Linked DNA regions of Mus musculus: regions 1 and 2 are each linked to region 3. A link is a contact called in public promoter capture Hi-C data. All regions are on one chromosome and are shown on one strand. The core of a region is the stretch at or near the end of the contact, and the rest is flanking DNA. Distances in the headings are between cores, read along the strand shown.

Evidence for each region. Promoter capture Hi-C pulls out the DNA fragments that hold promoters and counts their contacts.
Region 1: a promoter capture Hi-C map of stem cell-derived epiblast-like cells shows a contact between it and region 3, with 4 times the contacts expected there. The contact joins the enhancer-like site here to the promoter of Shprh in region 3. A contact is called at or near these places in 5 of 39 promoter capture datasets (embryonic stem cells, hippocampal neurons, liver and 2 more).
Region 2: a contact with region 3 is called in a promoter capture Hi-C map of the HPC-7 cell line, with 4 times the contacts expected there. The contact joins the enhancer-like site here to the promoter of Shprh in region 3. A contact is called at or near these places in 8 of 39 promoter capture datasets (the 3T3-L1 cell line, the HPC-7 cell line, hippocampal neurons and 3 more), 1 of 484 Hi-C or Micro-C datasets (B cells) and 1 of 115 datasets of contacts at active chromatin or transcription factors (astrocytes).

Annotation. Positions count from the first base shown.
Region 1 is chr10:12,908,058-12,910,757 of GRCm38.p6, forward strand. No RefSeq gene overlaps it. Among named protein-coding and RNA genes, the nearest start is that of n-TLtaa3, 13 kb to the right of the region's middle. Within about 2 kb of position 1,359, at least 8 of the 459 cell types and tissues checked have an H3K27ac peak or open chromatin away from gene starts, as enhancers often do. A contact at or near this core is called in embryonic stem cells and stem cell-derived epiblast-like cells, where this site is marked.
Region 2 is chr10:9,879,013-9,881,811 of GRCm38.p6, forward strand. All of the region lies in intron 2 of Stxbp5 (syntaxin binding protein 5 (tomosyn)), which reads right to left. Among named protein-coding and RNA genes, the nearest start is that of Stxbp5, 21 kb to the right of the region's middle. Within about 2 kb of position 1,504, at least 122 of the 459 cell types and tissues checked have an H3K27ac peak or open chromatin away from gene starts, as enhancers often do. A contact at or near this core is called in the HPC-7 cell line, where this site is marked.
Region 3 is chr10:11,148,148-11,151,047 of GRCm38.p6, forward strand. It overlaps Shprh (SNF2 histone linker PHD RING helicase), which reads left to right and starts at 1,283. Exons shown (of 30, transcript NM_001077707.1): 1 at 1,283-1,439.

The sequences.
Region 1 (2,700 bases), core at 109-2,608, 1.8 Mb after region 3:
AATAAATAATTACAGTGATTTATCTTTGGGTCTGGAGGAGTCAACTTTGGGGCGAAGTAGATAAACTGGTTAAATATATTTAGCAAGTGATCACCCAGGGACCAGCAAACAGATAAAAAGAAGAAACCATTTCTTCGTGATTAAAGAAATGTGCAAACACTAAGTTCTAACAAAGTGGAAATAAATACAGAAACTATAAATGGGAATGAGGGGTAAAGACAGTAAGTTTTCCAAGTTCTGAACGTCTATCCTGATTCCCCCATCCCTTATCACCAGGAGAGCAGTCCAGTTTCTCAGGTACCCTGCTGGTCTCAATTTCTAGACTTCCCCAGGTGGTAAGAGTCCAGCGGAGCACATATTGCTCTGGCCTCAAGGCCAATGTGAACACTGAAGCTAGTAGTGGCTGTGGCCCCCTTTTTCCTTTAGATGACTGTCAGGCCTCTGGTAAGACTCCTGCTTTCCATCGTTTTCTTTCTCCTAGCACAGATGGGGATTTGATTGCTAGTTGGCCTTTTACCTAAGATCTGGAGAACAGACTGGCAATCAACTTGTAAACCATCCCTTGTGCTGGGGTTTACACCTACAGCTTGCACGTGCCTAGCAATTCCATGCAACTGAGTTATCGTTCCAGCCCAAATAAATTGCTTGTTTTTGTTGATTAGGTGTTATTTTGCCATTTGACTCTCTATGTAGTCAAGGATGGGCTTCGGCTTCTAGTGAGAGTGGTAGCCCATTCCTTTAGTCTACCAGTCAGGAGGCAGAAGCAGGAGGATCTCTGTGAGTTTAAGATCAGTTTGCTTTATACAGTGAGTACTAGGCCTCCTAGGGCTGCATTGTGAATCTCTATCTCAAAAAAAAAAAAAAAAAAAAAAGCAGGCAGCAGTTTTCCTATGTAATCCCCTACAGTAGGCTGGGCTCTTTGGTGATGCAGGTGCCTTTAAGTCCACACTACTGTAAGTAATCTCTTACCTATAGTTCAATGAGTAACTGGATGTTGGGTATCATTACTTCGGTCTGTTGGCTGTGCCCTAGCTGCAGTGAGCAGACTAGATGTTTACTCCCACAGGAATCATGTCAAACACAGACACACAGACTCATACATGCAAATCCTGTCTCAGAAAAAACAACAACAACAACAAAACCAAAGCAGGCAGCAGAGTACTTATGGTCAGTTTCTGGCTCTTCCTGAGACTAGTGAGTTGTTACCTTTCCTCTTCACAAACCTTTAAAATCTTCCGAAGTAGTTTTGTCCTTTGTTTTTGTTTCTTTGTTTGAGACAGGGTCTCAGTGTGTTGCCTGGGTGGGTCTGGAGCTTATTATGTAAAGCAGGCTGATCACAAATTCCCAGAGATCCTCCTGCCTCTACCCCTGACTGCTGGCTTTAAAGGAATGTGGAACCCTGCAGCTACAAACTTTGGAAGTCTTAAAGGATTTTCTCTCCAGAGTGAAATGCTCCAGTTTGCAGGAAATTGCTATACAAGAGAATGCCCACAAACCTGATTCTATAGGCTCCCATGCATCTGCCAGACTAAGTGTAACACACACACACACACACACACACACACACACACACACACACACACTTAAATATCAGCCTGTTGCTCCTAGAGCCATAAGGAGCAAAATAAGATTAAACCAAGAGTACGAGAAACTGATGCAATTGGGAAATCGGGCAAAGCATAATCTAAGACAATGATGAAAACCAATAGATACATAATGTATAAGGTCATCAGAGGCAAGTATGCTTCTGCTATACATACTTGTTATATGATATATGTAATATATATCATAAATAATATGTCAAATAAAATATATAGCAAATGATATTGTTAGGGTCCAAAAGTTGCTGAAGGAAGACCTCGGGCTCAAGCAGTATGCAAAAGCAGAGAGCGTTCATTCAGCTGAGTCTCCTGCATGCAGGCAAGGCTCTCCCTAGTTGGGAATGGAGTTACCTGGTGCAGGCTTAGCTTTTATTGTCAGTCAGGGGAATTCCAGGGAGGGCTTTGTGTCCTTTTACCTTGATTGGTTAGCTCTATCTTTAGAGGTCTGACTGACTCTATAATTGGTTAGGCTCTGGAGACTTCCCAGGGGGTGGCTTACTCATTCTAGCTACCTATTCTTACTTCAGGCCAGATGACAACATGTCCTTGGAGTGGCTGCCTGAAGCAGTGGTTGGATTCCCAGGAGTTCCAAGGGCTCTGGCACTCAGTCCTCTCAATATTGTATTATATGATATACACACGCATGTGTGTGTGTGTGTGTGTGTGTGTGTGTGTATCAACATACAGATTGCTATACAAACATGTAGATGCTACAGAGTTTCAGGACAGCCAAGAAACCTTGACTTGAAAAAACAAAAAACAAACACAGGTATCCCCATGAGATACAGACAACACTCAGAGGCCCTCTTCTCACCTTCTTTATTTTTAATTTCTGATGTTCTCGGGCATTTCACCAGCCTCACGTAATCTGTGTTGGCTCCAATTTACTATGTAGCAGAGGATAATCTTGTCCTTCTGTCCCAGTTTCCTTCTCCCACGTGCTCAGATGGTAGGCATGCATTACTACACAGTTTTTGTTTGTTTGGGTCTAGGGATCAAACCCAGGGCTTGGTGCGTTCTGGGGTTAGTATCTGACCAACTGAGCTACATCTCCAGCTCTCTTAGATTGTCTTTTTTCTCTTTTTTCCTTTTTTTGGCT
Region 2 (2,799 bases), core at 254-2,753, 1.3 Mb before region 3:
CCTATCTGTGCCGGAGCCTTGTCACTTGTGAAAGGACACTGGCATTCAGGTGACCATGATGACCTGCAGACTTAGGGCTCTACTTAGCCTCATCATTAAGGCTGTAGGTCCTTTTCTAACTGCTGGCTTCATGTCTATCTACAGTTAAACCTCCAGGAAGAGGACACAGCAGCCCTCAAAGCCAGAACGGCAGTCTCTCCCAGCAGGCTTTGCTCTGCACAGCACAGTGTCTCCGCACTCACACAGGCGTGAGTACTTTAGAATGACACCCTCTCTAAGCAGACAGTAATGAATATGGCTCTTATCTACCATCTGCCTCACTCACTACTGCTGTCCATATGGCCAAGCATTAATCCAGGATTTCTCAATTCTGATTCTGAATCACAAGCAGCCATGAGATTAAAAGAAATAAATAACAACAACAACAAAACAAAATCCCTTCAGATGTCATGCTCCATGCCAGACTTGGGAAATCAGAATCTCAAGAGAAGAAAAGCAAGTGGGTGCTTGGACCCAGTGTTGTTGTTTCTGTGTAAATGATGCTAATATAGACCACTGTTTTTAAATGATTTATAAGAGACATCAATTTCTAAATATTATCTTCCAGCAATTATGGATTACTCAACCACCTCCCCATAGTTACTATTTCTAAGACCTACAGTTATTGTTTACTCCTGTGTGACTTCTTCTAACTGTCTAGCAGAAATATGCTCTTAACAATGGTATGAGAAACTGGGCATGGTGGTACAAGCCTTTAGTCCCAGGCCCCAGGAGAGAGAAGAGGCAGGCAGGTCTCTGTGAGTTTCAGGGCAGCTAGGGCTATTACACAAATCAAAAGGAAAGGAAAGGAAGGCCGTGGTGTAAGGACTCTTTATCAAAGAACGGAACATGCCTCATTTCATTTCCTATACGAATGCTTTCCAGGGGAAAGTCTCTGCCAAGTGACAATTTATACTTTCACACTCTTAACCTATACTTAGAGTTTCATTTACTTAGCAAATGTCAGTTTTAAACCCTCTTTTTTAAGGTTACTTTCCCCCCATCACCACCTATTAATCATTATTATAGAATCACCGTTTCTGGTCTAGTACATAAGGGTCCTTGAGAGCCATCACTGTTAACAAGAAGCAAAAAGCTGAACCAACTAGAACAGTAAATCACTCTTAGATCTGTTAGAGAAGTGAGCTCACAAGACAAACTACTGTAACTTGAACAGGCTGGTGACTAGAGAGAAGCAGGGTGCTGGGGATGCCATGGAGTGAAGAAATGGCCACTGTCATTGATATGCTACTGAAGGACTACAGTGGATGAATTTGAAACCCAAGACACCAGACAGTTCAGTCAAGGAGGAGAGGAGAAGGACTCCACACTTCTGTGAATTTTACAGCTCAAAGCTGAAGTTCTCACAGTAAACATAACAAAAAGAATTCCCTTCTGCTCTCCACACACAGCGGAGTCGAGGAAACCACATCTATGTCACAGCAGTGGGTTCTCAAGTTGCCTTTCTAAGACCTATGTGCGCTACGTGAGTCAGCAAACACACACAAGGAAAATGCCAATTTCAGTGAAGCCTTTGAAGCAAAGAAAGGGGAACAGTAAACTGTGGTATAGAAGTGCTGAGCCACAGGGTTGTGGGAAGGGAGGAGGGACAGAGGAGGACAGGCTCGTTCAAGATTAAGACCCAATTGAAAAACTGCAGATACCTACCTTTCCCAATTCCTGGAACAGCCCATTAATAAGATGTCTCCTCAATGACTTCTTTTACTCAGTATAGCATACTCAGCTAGCAAGAATAATCACAAGACAGCCTGAAAGGCCAAACACAGTCTCAGACAGAGCAAACATGAAAACTCAAAAACATGACGTGTGTCGGAATTAAACCAGTCATTTAAGACTACCATCACCAAAATGAGAGCAGTGAAGATGTATAAAGCTTTGTCTAAGGTCAGATAGCAGACATCCTATGATGGAATCAAATGAGGACAAGAACTTATATTGCAAGAGTTAAGAAGTGTAGCTGTTAAATGAGGAGGATGTCAGCAACTTCACCTATGATCTAAATGGTGGACCAGATACCAACAAGGACACGAACCCTCAATATAAGCAGTATCATACAAACCTTCCAAAACTGTCAAACAAAGAGAAAAAGATAAATCCCTACCTGCCCCACTCCCAAAAAACAATCAAAATGTTACAGAACAAAATTTCAACAAAGTGTGTAAACTACAGAATAAATACTTTGTGTAATGGAACAGTCAAATGAAAAGAGAAAAATTTGAGAATTCCCCTAATTAATGTCAGATGATAAACTACAGATCCAAGAAGCTCAGAAAATACAAAGGAGAATAAAACACAAACTAAAAGAACATCCTTTATCTTGAGCAGGACATGGTAGCATCAAGCTACAATCCCACAATTCTGGACTATACAGGAAAACCTTGTACAGACATAAAACTAATAAAATCTTACCAAAGCACTCTTACATCTGTATGTTCAAATTACAGAAAATTGATGGTGAACACAAAATAATTTTATTTATAATGAGGATAAAAACTGTAGTTCACTTCTCAGAAACAAACAAAGGAGAACGAATACTAAAATAGTCACAGTGGATGGGAGGGGAGGCCTTCTACAAACCACTAAACATTGTATAAGGAAGAGTTATGAAGACTTGGTCATTTAACACTCATGTGTCTTGAAAGAAAAGTTTTAGAGGTTATTTTAAAGAGAAATAAAGAATTAAGTAGGCCAAAAGTTCAAATTTGCACAAAGGAAAAACAACAGGGAAAAAAACAGAGT
Region 3 (2,900 bases), core at 33-2,532:
TCGGATAGAGTAGTGATCTCTTTCTTTGCAAACCAGAACTTGTGTTTATTTTTAACACGTTTCTATAGGTGCCTCCTCTTCTGCCAGCCAGGAGCTTGACTGAGCAGCCATCAGCTTCAAAGCAAATCCTCTATCAAGAGAAAGGTACTGTGCTGAGAATTCAGTCAAAATATTTAAACATTTTGATATTTATACTCTGTTTAGACATGATGTATACTTACTGGACCACAACACAGAAACCAGAAAAAAAAATTAAAATTTTCTTAATTGCAATATTTATCACTATGGACTGGATCCAAGCCTAGCTTAGACATGATACAACACACCTGTATTGTTTCCAAACAAGGCAGCTGAGTTATATGAAAAGTGGGGATTCACGTGTAAGATCTGAGTGTGTCCAATAAGTCGGTTCTCCTGTCTGTACTATCATTAGATTATTTACCATCTACTAGGTGGTAAGACACAGTATTTTCATGAACAGATGTCTCACAACAGGGAATTTCCAGAAAGCCAAATAACAAGCGAACCTTTTCCTCCCCTGGAATTAGCTCTGGTGATTACAAAACAACCAAACAAACAAACAAAAAAAAAAATTACTCCACAGAAAAAAATTCGAAGGACATACAAAGCACTTGGTAAACACACTATTGAAATCCTCAGAGGAGAGACTTTTATGTCTACTGAAGATAGAATTCTCCCTTTGGAAAAGATACTGGGAGGCCTGCTTCAGCATAGCTGTATAATTTTTTTTCTCTTAAAACGTTTAAACATTTAAAGCCTTAGTAATTTTCTTGGCAAGAATAAATTTCTCTCTGGCTTCATTTTTCTCAGTTCCTTTTGAAGACATCGTCTCTGCCTTTTTTTTTTTTTTTTTTTTTTTTCCTTAGCAGATCGAATTCTTTTGGTTTAGTGGATTAATTGTATATTTGTTTGGGTATTATAATTGCTCAGCATCGTGAATTCCGTTTTATGTAACTTTCTGCCTTTTTATGAAAACCACAACTCACATCAAGCCTACCGCTCTGGCAAAGAGCCCCGCCCTCTCTGGCAAGAGGTCCCGCCCCTTCTTTCGGGCCCCGCCCATCCTGCATTTGCTAAAGCCACGGGAGGCGGGGAAAAGAGAGAGGCACAACCACCGCGAGACTTAAACCGTCTTCTACCGGGACCTCAGGGACGGGACATGCGCAGAGGTGCTTTTTGAAGCCAACACCGGAAAGAGGGGCGGAGCGTCCCGACTGGTCCTGCGCGTTCGCCTGGAGCGAGCGCTCCTGCTGGCCTCCTCAGCTGGCGCTGGCGGCTTCCGGCCTGGGTGCCAGGCTTCACCCAGCGTGCAGCGCGCATGCGCAACTCCCGCAGGTGAGTGTGGCGACTGTGGGCCCGGGATCTGCAGCCTGCGAGGAGGGCCGGGCCCGGCGACAGGTGCCTGCAGAGCGGCTGAGGTAGGTGAGGGTGCGTGCGGGCTCTGGGGTTAGAGTCGCGGCGGAGGGAGGCTGGCTCTGCGCGTCAGGGAAACTCCGAGGGCTCCTGCGCAGCTCCGGGATCCGGAGTGATCGGCCCTGCGAGGCCCCGCGGCTCGGCCCCAGCCCGGACGTGGGCCGAGCCCTTCTCGCGTGGGACGGGTGCTTGCTGCCCACGCTTGCGTGCTGAGGCCCTGTCACGAGCTGTCCCTCCGGCTCCTTCTTCGAGGATAACTTGCCTTGCAGGCTGGCGGTGCGTGGGACGACAGGTAGCTGGGAGGGATGCAGAGGCCGCCAAGTTAGGCTGGCAAACTCTCAAGCATTACAGTCGCCTGCAGAAGCGCCCTGGCTCCTGTGCATTGTGTGCACTTTGACGCTGCAGGTAGCGCTAGGTTGGTGAACGAAGATGTTGGTTTCTGGTTAAGGTACCCTGTGGGAGGAACGGTATTGTTTACAGTCTTGCCTTTTCACCGTGGTGCCTTTTAATCCACTTGGCTTGAATTTATCATGGCAAGTCTATGTTTTTCTCCTACGTGTTTGCCTTTGCTCCTGTATTTGCCTAGGTCCCATGATCGCTAACACCACTTTATTCTTTGTCTAAGCTTTTACTCTTTGTCTCAGTTAGGGTTTTACTCCCGTGAATAGACACCATGACCAAGGCAAGTCTTATAAAGGATGACATTTAATTGGCACTGGCTTACAGGTTCTGAGGTTCAGTCCATTGTCATCAAGGTGGGAGCATGGCAGCATCCAGGCAGGCATGGTGCAGAAGATGCTTAGAACTCCACATCTTCATCTGAAGCCTGCTAGCAGAATACTGGCTTCCAGGCAGCTCTTGCAGTCACACACTTACTGCAACAAGGCCACACCTATTCCAATTGGTCCAAACCTTTGAATAGTGATACTCCCTGCCAATCACACTGTTAATCCATAAAACTAGTGTGTGTGTGTGTGTGTGTGTGTGTGTGTGTGTGTTCTTCCCTCCTCTGTATAAGGATCGATCGAAGTTTTGTTAACGCTTTGGGATTGTCAAGCTCATTGGAATTAAAAGAGCAGTGGTGTGGGGTTAAATACAACTAACATGTGAGACAGGCATTTATTTCTGATGTAGTGAGAGGTTTGTCTTCCTAGTTGTTGGCCATCAAGTATAGTATTATAATTTGTCTTCTTTAATGGGATTGTTTCTTAACTGAAAATTTCTACCAAACATGAGTGAAACTGTCACAGCATTTGATACATGAGATCATGGTTAAAGTGTTTCTTACCTGTTAGTTTTGTCCTTGAGGTGACCAATTACCAATCCCTTCTGATGGGAAGACACAGTGGGGTGTTCTTGTTGCAGCAGCTTGGTCACACCTTGTTGCTCACACCTGGGTAGATAAGAAAACAGACAGGATAGGAAACAAGACTGGTCCCCCAGGCTCAGCAACCAGCATCGGACTC